Linked DNA regions of Gossypium hirsutum: regions 1 and 3 are each linked to region 2. Evidence: chromatin contacts called from public Hi-C data. All regions are on one chromosome and are shown on one strand. Each heading gives the region's core, a stretch centred on a gene start, on an enhancer-like site or on the middle of the called end of the contact. The rest is flanking DNA. Distances are from core to core; before and after follow the strand shown.

Region 1 (3,905 bases), core at 926-3,425, 670 kb after region 2:
ACAGATAATGGCAGCTTGAAGAGGAAATCCCTTTAAAACAAATGAATGACTAAAACGAAGGCCTAAAATCATTACAATAAGATGAAGTCAAGATTCAAGCATCCAACTAACTTTTAGTGATCGGCTGATCTTCAATCCAACTTCAGGAGATGGTGATTGGTAAACGCGCTTTGATTTTTTCTTCACATCCAGTTGCAAATCTAGATTGTCTACCTCATCATCCTCTTTTACTCGGAGTGGAGAACTGGACAAGATTAAAGGAACATTTTTAGATAAGCACTCCCATGATCTTTAATACAAAAAGGCTCATACAGTTTCATCTATACTGCAATTAACTTAACAACTTGACATTATATAAGATTCACCCTAAAAGGAAACCAAAGAGAATACACATGAGAAAAGGCAGAAATGTGGATCAAGTAGAGAAAAATGACTTAAATGTTGAATAAAAGAGAAAGTAGAATAAGGAGATTACATTGAACGAGCTTTCTCCCATGGCTGCTCATCTATTGACTCTTCCCATATCACACGATCTCCCAAGCACTGACGGCAAGTCATTATACCCTGCCATTATGAGTAAGTGAATGGCTAGGATGGGTGCCATCAAGTACTTAATAATAATAATATTAATAATAATAATGATAATGATAACATGTCATGTTCCTATGTCCATTGAAGAATGCAAACATGTACCTTTCCATTACATTGGGAACAATCTGATCTTGATCTTTCGATACCGCACTCGGAACATGGAGTATAACCTCTCCCCCTGCAACTTGGACAAGGAAGCTCTCTGATGTATTGTCCATTGGGACCGAACCAGGATCTTGGTTTTGGAAGGGCACTGCTGAAGTGAAATCAATTCAGTAGTAAGTTACTGAAGATGTCAGTTCAATCTAACATTCACAGGTCAGCTGAAATGTGAAAGCAGCAAAATGTTAAAGTTTTTTTTTAACAAGATATAATGGGAATTCAGGAGGGAGCTGCCATTTGAGCAATAGTTCCAAAAAAACATACTCAACCTACTCACCATTGTAAAGCAGAATAATAAGCATGTAAAAGCTACAATTGACAACATACTAAATCAAGATTCTCAAAGCAAATCAAAAGAAGCAATGCATGTAGACTGAAAGCATTAGAGCAGGCAGGAGTGCTAAAAACCTTGGTTTTGGAACAGGCGAGAGTCCAAATAGCTCCTCTGAAGGATCATAACCCAACTGTGTCTGCCACCCACAGAGGAAAAATATAACATTAAAAAAAAAAGAAGGGAAAAGCACCAAAAAGAGCAACCCCGTAGAAAAAAGAAGAAGAGAGTACTTGGATTTGTTTAGGCAGAGGAACTGAATCATTATTGTAGGAAGATGAAGATGAAGATGAAGATGAAAAGACACAAGGTTTGAGGCTAATCTTTGGGTTGGAGTTGAGAATAACCAAGAAACTCCATTGAGGAAGGAGAGGTCGAAAGAAGGGAGAAAGTGAAGACATTTACATATGTAAAAGTTGATTCGAGAGAGCGTATGAATACCAAAGAGAAGATGAAATAAAGCTATCAAGTTAAAATGGGCTTCCCAACTTAGAAGTGATGTTGAAGAAGACCATGTGGTTGGCTAAATGAGACGATGTGTGGCATAGGATAAGCCTCTAGCTCCCGACCCCACAACACTTTATATATGTATGTTTTAAAACAATATAAAAAAATTATAATTTGATAATTAAATTATTTAAAAATATTTAAATCACTAAATTATTTAATAATTTTAATTTAGGCTATTGAATTGTTAAATTTTAAAAAAAATTATATCAGTAAATTTTAAGTGATGATTCAACTATCAATACTGTTGATCAGTACTCATAAACAAGTAAAAAAATATATCTCAGAAGTTAATTTAATGGTAGGGTCGAAAATAAAAAAAAGTTCTTTAAATTTTGATTTGTTAATTCATAATGTTCAAAACTATTTCATGAAATAGAAAAAGTCATATAAGATCAATTTTAACACCCTAATGACTTAAATAAATTTTTTAATAATTCAGTGATTAAATTATAACTATTTTTAATTAAGTGACCAAAACAAAAATTTAAACATAATTTAGTGATTAATAGTATATTTACCTTAAAAAAAACCAAACAGAATTTTTTTTCTAAAGCAAGAACTTGTAAGACCCTCCCATCCTAGGACATCTCAATTAAGTTATTTTCAAGTAAGTTTTAGAATTTCCCATATATTTATCTTTTAAGATTTAAACCTAAATTCTCACAAAACTTAAATTTAAAACCTCAAAACAAATCAAATTTTTTAGCATTTGAAAAGGATTCTTTTGATAAAATACTCAAAAGAAAACTTCAACTCTTATCTTCAACCTTAAAAAGAAAATATTAAATCAAATATAGGTGGGAAGAGAGAGAACCAAGGAAAGAAAATACCCAACCGAAAAGAATGCTGCAACTTCAACTCTTATCTTCTCCTCCACTCACTCCCCAAACCTTAAACCTCAACTCCATCTCCAACCCCAAGCTTTTCCCATCTTTCTCTTCACTCAACTCCTCCCAAACCCGTTCCTTTAAATTTAATCCCCTCTCTAAACCCTCCAAGTTTTCTCTCAAATGCCGCCAATCTGAATACTTCGATCAGAAACAAAGGTTTGATGACTCTTCTTCTTCTACTTCGCCATCATCCTTAGGTAAAGCTAAAGCCTTGTGTTTGTACCCTTTTTTATCAGTGTTTTCTTTTCAAGTGTTGAAAGTGTTTTATTTGACAGCAGGGTTGCCGGCTAGGTTTTATGTAGGTCATTCCATTTACAAAGGGAAGGCTGCTCTGACTGTGGAGCCAAGGGCACCTGAGTTTGTGCCTTTAGATGTACGTTTCATTCATAGTTTCCTCTTCTTCTTTTTTTAGTTCATTTTGCAAATTTTGATGGTCTTTCTTTGTTTTGTATGCTCATTTTCTTTGGATGTGTTTTATCTACAGTCTGGGGCATTTAAAATATCCAGGGAAGGTTTTGTGCTGCTACAGTTTGCACCTGCAGCTGGTGTTAGACAATATGATTGGAGTAGGAAGCAGGTTATCTTATGCTAAATAAGCTTTGATTTAATGCTGTTTTAAAAAAGAAACTAACTAAGCATTTAACATTTTAGATAATGGTGTTTCTAATATTTGGAGAAATGCATGGTTCAAATTTTAAGATAGAACAAAGGAATCTTTGTTCCGAAATCTTGTTAAAAAGACTTCACAGATTTGCATGTATGTGGACATTCATAATTTTGGTCTCCACATTCTGTGTTTACTGTAGATCAAATGTAAAATCTTTGTTGTGAAGGATGAATACGTTCTAGAGACATGATATACATCCATTACTGGCTTGCTTCTCTCCAGGTGTTCTCATTGTCAGTTACTGAAATTGGAACTCTGATTAGCCTTGGCTTGAGGGAATCGTGTGAATTTTTCCATGATCCTTTTAAAGGAAAAAGGTACTATCCTTCCCTTTCTTCCACTCACCCTCAAACACCCCTCTGTGTATTGAATACTAGAGTTGCTAATTGAACTCTTCCTCTTGCATTATGTTTGTGCTGGCAACTGCTTAAATATTTTATATCCCTGCAATGAGGCCTTGGCTTAATGGCAAGATTGACGCTTTAGAAACTTTGAGATTATAGGTTCGAGTCCCAACTTGTGTAAATGTGTGGGTTCTCTTCCTGATTTATTTTGGTTAATTGGTTACCTAGTTAGTCAGTTCAGTGCTTATAATGTTTGATTATGATTGGATCTGTTGATATAGTTGTAATTTCATGTATATATATATAGGGGTGAGCAAAATTCGATTCGAAAAAATCGAAAAAGAATTCAAATTTCGAGTTATTCGAATTATTCGAGTCAACTCGAATAAGAAATTTCGGATTTCGAGTTC
Region 2 (4,027 bases), core at 1,105-3,604:
ACTTCTAGGTTCATGTATCTACTATTTCGTTAAACCCCTGTACCCTTAATCTTCATTTGCTTTCTTGCCCCATCCTCATCCACAAGATGGAACCTGTAAAGATATGGTCAGCTGGCCTTAACAGCCGAAAGAACTGCATCCTAAATGCATCTTATAAATATAGCATATAACATTGTCTCAAATACAAGTTCTGAGAGAGAGATTCATTGCAGTGGAATATCCATTTAACACCTATAACAACTAACAATCTATGACATTTGATATTTAATGGAAAATCATCTTTCAGGTGAAAAATATCTCTGCTGGTGTGTGTGTGTGTGTGTGAGCATGCATACACAAATGAATGCCATCATGTAGCATACCTTGTCAAAATCTTTCACAAGGTTAGCCTCCAGAGAAGCATTGTTTTCATATTCTAACCACAGTTCTTGGATCTCCTCAGCTGCAGCTAACAAAATACCAAAATAAGACAAGCAGATGCAACAAACAAATAGTTTAGCAACCCAAGATTTCCAAATATAAAATTGGCTAGGAAGCACCTCTCATTCCTCCACCCAGAATTTTGCACATTTCAGTTAGCGCTGCTTGCTCGCGTCTGCTTTTTTCTTCTTTAGGAACACCACATGATGGTGTTATATCTCCAACAATAGCTGTGAAAATTGAAAATCTCAACCTAAAACTCAAACCATAAGTGCATCTTGTGTGTTTCTGTGCAAGCCAGATGTACATTGAAATATAGCATCAGATATGCGGTAGCTCAATATGCAACCTCCCCCACCCCACCCCACCCCCCTCCCAAAAAAAAATCAACCCATCACATAAAAATGCATGCAAGAAAAATCAAGAAGATGGTTCTAAAAGTTCAACATTGTCAATTATCTTAGATTACCACAGTAGAACATCTATTGTACCTAATTTATAGGTTTACCTTTTCCTTCTTTTGAGGAAAACAACTTCTGTACCATTACTGATTTTAACAACAAAAGTACTCGTATAGCATGGCTATTGCAAATTTGACGTACACTAATGATAATGATAGAAGATGCAGACATAGGAGAGTACCTTCTGCAATATCATGGACAATTGCAATCTTAATACACCTGCAAAAGTTGAATGGATAAAAGACATAAAGCTTCCCTAAATAACATCCAACAAAAGCATAAAGCAAAAAAAAAAAAAAAATTGAAAAGAAAGAAAAGGCAAGAATAAAAAATCACATAAACTCATCTCCAACTTCTATTATAAGCTAAATCCGCTCAAAGAAAATAATACAAAAGAAATAGCTCATCCTCCTAACATTTCCATCAATTACCATGAAAGAAAAAAGAAAATACATAAATCAGATTGACAAACTTGGAAGTTGATAACTTAATGAAGAACATGGGCCCTGAAATATATCATATGTTATGATGAGAGTGAACCTTTCTCTATTCACACCAGGAAGGTCACCAGCGATCAAAGCCATCAACGCCATGCGGTACATATGGTCAGCAATTGATTCAGGACCCTTTATCCCGTGATTGATCCAACCCTTCCTTTTTGTGGTCTATAGGATTAACAAAGTCATCAGTAACTATAGTCTTTTCTTCCCTGAATGATTCAAATGGAAGACAGAGGGATACAAAGGTGGGGCTCAAGCAAAGATAACACAGCTCTACAAATATTTACCACGTAAAACCCAAGCTTAAATTTCTATTTGTAACTCTTCGACCATGTTTGTTTACTCTTACTTGGTATCTAAACAGATAATTGAGCTATTAAACTATACTCAATCGAAACAGAGCGTGAAGGAAACAGAACGAACGGCAAAAGTTTATGTTTTCATTTATACCTTAAGACTGTGACACAATGTGAGAAAATCAATGGCGGAGGCCGACGTCGAATCGGCGGATCTCCCGGAGTAAGGTTTCTTGGAATTGGCAGAGACGATGATCCTCAGGGTGGGAGCCGGGGAGAAGTAAACGGGTCGAGAGGAGGAGGAGAAGAAAGGGCAGCGCATGAAAGCGAGCGGCGGCTGTGGCGGCGGAAAGCGGCGAAGGCCGAAACGATGTAAGGGAGGTGCGCAGTGGGGAGAAGCAGAGAAAGCCATAATGGAAGGCGGAGGAAGGGGAGGGCGTACGCCGGAGATTTTAAAGGTTTGGTTTAATGGCTTTGCATGATGGAGGGGGTCCGAGAAACGAGGTCCGATTTGGTTGGGCTACCGATTAACTTTTGGTCTTAAATGCGAAATATCAGGCTTTCTTCCTTTCTGAGTCTTCTACGTTAAACGGATCCCATTATACGACCCTTTTAAAAGGAACAAATAAAGGCCGTAGAAACCAACTCCTTTATTATGTTTTTCACTTCTTCTTCTTCTTCTTCTTCTTTTTGTTTTTTAAATTGAATTTATTTAAAACAGCTAGGGCTTTGGTGTAACTCAAAATGTTTATGGGGCAATTCATGGTTATTTAAGTTTTTTTATTTGAAATATAGGTTTCAAATTTTAGCTAAATTCATTTATATTTGTCTATAATCCCTTGGTTTAGGGGTAAAAATATTACATTGTAAGCGTAAGAATTTGAATTCAATCTCAAGCAACTTTATTCCTTTATCAGTTAACTTGCTTCTCTAAATATCTAGAATATGATTTATAAATATTAAAATTTACAAATAATCCATAGTAATTGTTTAAAAAGCTTTTAGAATTTATGTTTTATATATCATAATATTAACTGTTGTGACTTTGACTGTTGCACGTTCGACAAGAAATGGAACGATAGCTTTGGTGCAATCAAAGTCATTGGCAAAGGTATGGTTCTACTTTGTTCGATATAGCTTCATGCCTATCTCACATAGTTCTACCATCTCGATGGAACGAATGCTTTTGTTGTATGCAATTATGACAGAAAAGTCTATCAATGTTGAAAAAATTATTCACAATGAGATCCATGATTGTGCTAGAAAAAAGGTAGGAAGTGCCTACTTTCCATCATTGATTACTTCATTTTACTTAAGGGCCTAAGTTAAATTAAAAGCAAACTTGAAGGGTCAGTATGTTCAAGGTTGCATCACAAGGCATGATCTTGAAAGGTTGTGGAGAATATCCATGAGTTGAACCCAATTGAGTCGAGTGAACCAACCAAACCAAAAACTGATGAGTCGTTAAATAAATCTGAATCGGAAGCTAACTCAGTTGATAAGACAGAAGAAGCAAAATCTGAGGAAGAACTGAGCAATCCTGAATCGATAAAAGCACTAAACAACTCTGAACCAAGTGTGGAGCTGAATTCTGATGAGCCAGTTAAACCAAGTATTGATCTTGAATTGACTATTCCTATGCCCACTTCTTCAAATACTATGAAGAAATCAGAATTTTCAATTATGATGAGTAGTCTTTATGACTCACATTTCTTTTCTTATAACCTAACCTGGTGTTTAGTTTTCATTCATTACTTTGTTTTTACAATGATGACATTGTTTCTGTTTAAAGAGGGGGTAAGGCAATATTTGCAGGAATTTTTAAAATTTTCAAGTATTTTTTAATCTTTTCACATGAGTCTGCTGAAATAAATGAATGTTCAGAGGAAATTTCTGTTCATAAGTTAGTTCAAATGCAAGCATAATTTTTTATTTTATATAAGTTATTTTTATGTTATCTTGAGTTATGAAATTCTTGTATGTTCTCTAGTCTTATGTAGTACTTGCCATGAAATTTTAATTTCCTTGGAAATAAACATGCATGAAGACTTAGTCTTTAACATTGACTCAGTAACTTTCTCAAGGCGAAATCCTAGGAGGCATAAGAATCTAAATATGATTATCAAGTTTATTGTGTTAATGAGATCCAAGAGGAACTAATCCTTTTATGGGGGATTAGCGAGTTGAGGTGTGATTTATTAACTTTTATGTAGGGTTGTCTTAGCGAATTAGTTATTTAGGAGAGGAAGAACTTAAACCATAGGCTTGATGACCCTAGGAAGTCATTTAAGTGGGAATTAACCCAAAATTTGTATGGCCTATCCGTGAACACCTTATCTCCGAACCGGTC
Region 3 (3,893 bases), core at 297-2,796, 540 kb after region 2:
CTTTTCATTTTATACACTTAAAATAAAAAGTTTGTAATTTAAGTACTCACGTTAAATAGTTTGGTCATTTTGATTACTCCCGTTAAAATCACAAATGGTAAGGTGACGTGACAATTAAAAATAGTATAATAATAAATTTAGTCCTCAACTTTTACATATTATATCAATTTAGTTATAATTTCAAACTTTAACCCTCAAATTTTACAAATATTCTCATTTTGATCCCAATTTTAAAGTCTCCCAACCACGTCCCTCTCCCCCTCCCCCACCGGACCTCCCCTACCACCATTTGTTTGTAAAGACCGATAAGCCATCGGATAGGAATCCAAACTTAAATTCATCTGACATTGCTGCTCCTGAAATCAAGCTTTGATGGCTAAAATTCAGGGACTGACCCATTTGTATGTTTCTTATTTCTTGTTGCAAGTTCAGTAGTGCTGAGCCACGTTGTAATTTCGGTTGTTCATTGTTTTGCGGTTAAGATTGAGAGGTGTAGCATGCAAATCCATGAAATGCCAGTAACACAAAAGTCTCAAATGATCAATAATAGAAGAGGAACACTGCGGTTCAACAACAGTAATCATTTGCAAAGAAGCATGAAAAGCATAGGTTTTTACGCGTTCTTATTTACTGCATACCAGTAACCAAGTAAAGGCCTGCAGAGCAGTAATCAAGGGTGAAGAAGCAACCAAGCAAAGTGAATTTGTGTTTTTGCAACAATGAATGGCCTTTCAACTTTTAACCTTGCATCTTGAAGCTGGAAGCAGGTCAACGAGTGTGCGGCTATACGATCAATGACTAAAGTTCTTTTTGATTTGGGTAAAAGAAAGAGGTGAAAGGCTTAAATAGCAATATCTTTAACACACACACGGTGAGATTCCCGAGTTTTAACAGAGATGATATAGTGGGATTCTGTATTTTCTCATTCCATCATATGTTTGAACATTTAATCTACACCGTTAAGGGAATCCTAGTGGGATTTTTTCTAAAGGGAAAACAAGCATGAAATCATAAGGAACCCAACATATTACAAACAAAAACAATGTGCTGCGGAGTTGGGAGTTAATGGTGATGTTTTAAGCTCATCTTTCCTTTCTCTTTCCACCACTGCCGTCCTCCCTTCGGGTTTGAGAGTTTCCATCACAGTAGAGAGGGACTGTGGTGGGGGTGGGGGGAGGAGGGACGGGACGGAACAATGGTGGAGGAGGTCTGATTGGGGAAGGGAAGGGGGAGAGGGACGGAGGTGAGAAATTTAAAATTAGGATTAAATTGAGAATATTTATAAATTTTGAGTATTAATTTTTTAAAATTATAAGTAAGTCGATATAATACATAAAATTTGAATGTAAAATTTATTATTATATTATTGTTTATGTGTTATATCAGTTTTTCATTTGTGATTTTAGCAGAAATAATCAAAATAACCGATGTATATAATGTAAGCATTTAAATTATAAATTTTTATTTTGAGTGCGTAAAATGAAAAATTTTGATAGTTGAGTGACTATATATATAATTTACCCAAAACTTAAAAGCTTTTAAGTCTATTCAGCATTTTGAGAGAGAGAGAGTACATTTTCTTGCTTTCAAGTGAGATTTATTAATTCCATCTCCTAAAATAAAGAACCCAAAATGGAAAAACAAAGTAACAAACTTGTTTCTCTTTACCATTTCCAGATTCCATAAAACATTCCTACTCTTTTTTTTTGGCTCTATTTTCCCTGCTTAATTTTAATCTGCGTCTTTCCACAATTGGGTTTCTCTTGTTTTAGCTTTTCCAGCCTTTTACTTTTTTTTTTTGAAGTGAGGGTTTTGGGTATTTAACATTTTTTAAAATTTGGGTTCCTTCAGTTTTGGTGGGTTTTTGTTTTGCTTTTTCCCTAATGATGGTATGAGAAATTTTTAGGGTTAGAAGAGAGAAGATGGGATTAGGTTTTCAGGAAGGAAAGGTGAAGTCTTGGGATACGTGCAAATCAAAGGAAAGGAAGAAGAAGAAAAACAGTGGAAAAGAAGATCTTGATGATGAAGCTGCTGTGGAAGAAACAGGGTGTTGGGTTAAGTTGAGATTCATTGGAAGCTGCATTTCTTCAAGATCCAAAGTTGATAGTTCTGTTAGTGGGACCAGCACCAATTATGGTATATTTTTTTTCATTTTGTTCTTGCTAGATGTTATTCCTTTTTTTTTTCTTGTACTCTGCTCCTAGATTGTAGAACTTGCCCCCCTTTTTTGTTTACCTTTTGTTACTTTGAATGTTGCTCTCTCTATTTTATTTTATTTTTTGGCTTCTTTTGCTGGATGAAATGATATGTTCATTGTATGATCAGTTATTGATGCGAATGCTGTGATGCTAGTTTAAGAAGCTATTTTAGCTTGGTGCAGCCTGTAAGATGCTGCATCCAGCTTATGGACTACCAATTTCTCGCAATGGAATTTTTCTCTAGTTATGATTGGGATTAATTAGTAGATTTTAACTAGTTAACCATCTTTAGAAAATCATAATACATGTTGGAAACCTATTTAATCAAATAAGTTTAACTCCAACCTTGAGCTACTTAACTATTATGAAATGTGGAAATCACTCTCCTATATTGTTCTTAAACCCTTGTTCTCATGAGTGATCTTCAAATTTGGACATAGCGATATAGTGTGGAGACCAAAGAATTTGACCATACCTTGTGTGAGCATTTACTCGCTCTACTAGTTGTTAGTTCCATTTTCTCTTGTACTCTTATTTTTCTCTCGTCATAACATTTTTAACCTGTTTTGCATTCATGGTTTCCGTATTGATATGTGGAATGACTCGGTTTGGAAACTGAAAACTTTCATTCTTAGTGCAACAAATCAGTTGCTGAGTGGAGAATTTTAAATATATGTTTGTCCACTGACTAATTAGGTGGTTTGCTGAACTCTCATGCATGATATAGCAGCAAATGAAAAGTGTGTATGTGAAGAAAAACCTATTGTGGTTGCCGCTTAATTTTAAATGATTTTTTGAAGAGGTTATAGATGAAGTAATGGCACCAATGATGCTGTTGATGAGAAAAGATATAATGTCCAATGCATGGAGAAACTCAAAGATGCTTTACAATCATTTATACTCAAAAAGGGATTATATTATCAGCATTTAGACCGTCTGTGGCAACTCGAGTTCCCACAGTGCAACCCCAGATTTCCCCTACATTATGTTTTTCCTCGTGGAGTTCTATATAGTTTTTATCTTCTAACGTGTTAAATTTGTGCATTGATGAACAGATAGCAAATCTGCCTATGATACAAGTAAAGATCAACCGGCAGCTCCAGTTGTCTCATCCACAACCACTAGCAATGCTGAAAGTAGTTCATCTACGTCCAAACTTGAAGATGAGCTTAAAGTTGCATCTCGGTTACGGAAGTTCACATTTAATGATCTAAAGTTGGCAACAAGAAACTTCAGACCTGAGAGTCTTCTTGGTGAAGGTGGTTTTGGATGTGTTTTCAAGGGATGGATTGAAGAAAATGGAACTGCTCCAGTAAAACCAGGAACTGGGCTTACTGTTGCTGTTAAAACACTCAACCATGATGGCCTCCAGGGACATAAAGAATGGCTGGTTTGCACGTTTCCTCAGCGTTTCTCCTTGTTATATCGTATCAGTGCCTGACTTTTTCTTTCTGTTTCTCCTAAACACTTAATCTTTGTTGTCCCTTGGATCATCAATTTGGCAGGCCGAAGTGAATTATCTCGGTGATCTCATACATCCTAACCTGGTTAAGCTTATTGGTTATTGCATTGAAGATGATCAGAGACTGTTGGCGTATGAGTTTATGCCTCGTGGAAGCTTGGAGAACCACCTCTTCAGAAGTATGTAGCTGCTACATTGTCTATGAATGATTTTTCACTGTAGAATATTCAGTT

The links. A called contact is a pair of places that touch in the nucleus more often than the background predicts.
Region 1: a contact with region 2 is called in a Hi-C map of leaf, with 2.2 times the contacts expected there. The contact joins the promoter of LOC107920217 here to the promoter of LOC107920365 in region 2. A contact is called at or near these places in 3 of 34 Hi-C or Micro-C datasets (hypocotyl and leaf).
Region 3: a Hi-C map of hypocotyl shows a contact between it and region 2, with 4 times the contacts expected there. The contact joins the promoter of LOC107919959 here to the promoter of LOC107920365 in region 2. A contact is called at or near these places in 7 of 34 Hi-C or Micro-C datasets (hypocotyl, leaf, petal and 1 more).

What each region holds. Positions count from the first base shown.
Region 1 is chrD13:10,647,686-10,651,590 of Gossypium_hirsutum_v2.1, reverse strand. LOC107920217 (single-stranded DNA-binding protein WHY1, chloroplastic) reads left to right here and starts at 2,175. Exons shown (of 7, transcript XM_016849793.2): 1 at 2,175-2,681; 2 at 2,760-2,857; 3 at 2,969-3,061; 4 at 3,374-3,468. The coding sequence starts at 2,438. It overlaps LOC107918477 (zinc finger CCHC domain-containing protein 9), which reads right to left and starts at 1,642. Exons shown (of 8, transcript XM_016848049.2): 1 at 1,318-1,642; 2 at 1,162-1,223; 3 at 694-847; 4 at 476-564; 5 at 112-244. The coding sequence starts at 1,485.
Region 2 is chrD13:11,315,377-11,319,403 of Gossypium_hirsutum_v2.1, reverse strand. LOC107920365 (5'-deoxynucleotidase HDDC2) reads right to left here and starts at 2,354. Exons shown (of 8, transcript XM_016850046.2): 1 at 1,832-2,354; 2 at 1,422-1,546; 3 at 1,063-1,100; 4 at 540-650; 5 at 363-442. The coding sequence starts at 2,089.
Region 3 is chrD13:10,773,181-10,777,073 of Gossypium_hirsutum_v2.1, reverse strand. LOC107919959 (probable serine/threonine-protein kinase PIX7) reads left to right here and starts at 1,546. Exons shown (of 6, transcript XM_016849411.2): 1 at 1,546-2,136; 2 at 3,254-3,588; 3 at 3,704-3,839. The coding sequence starts at 1,923.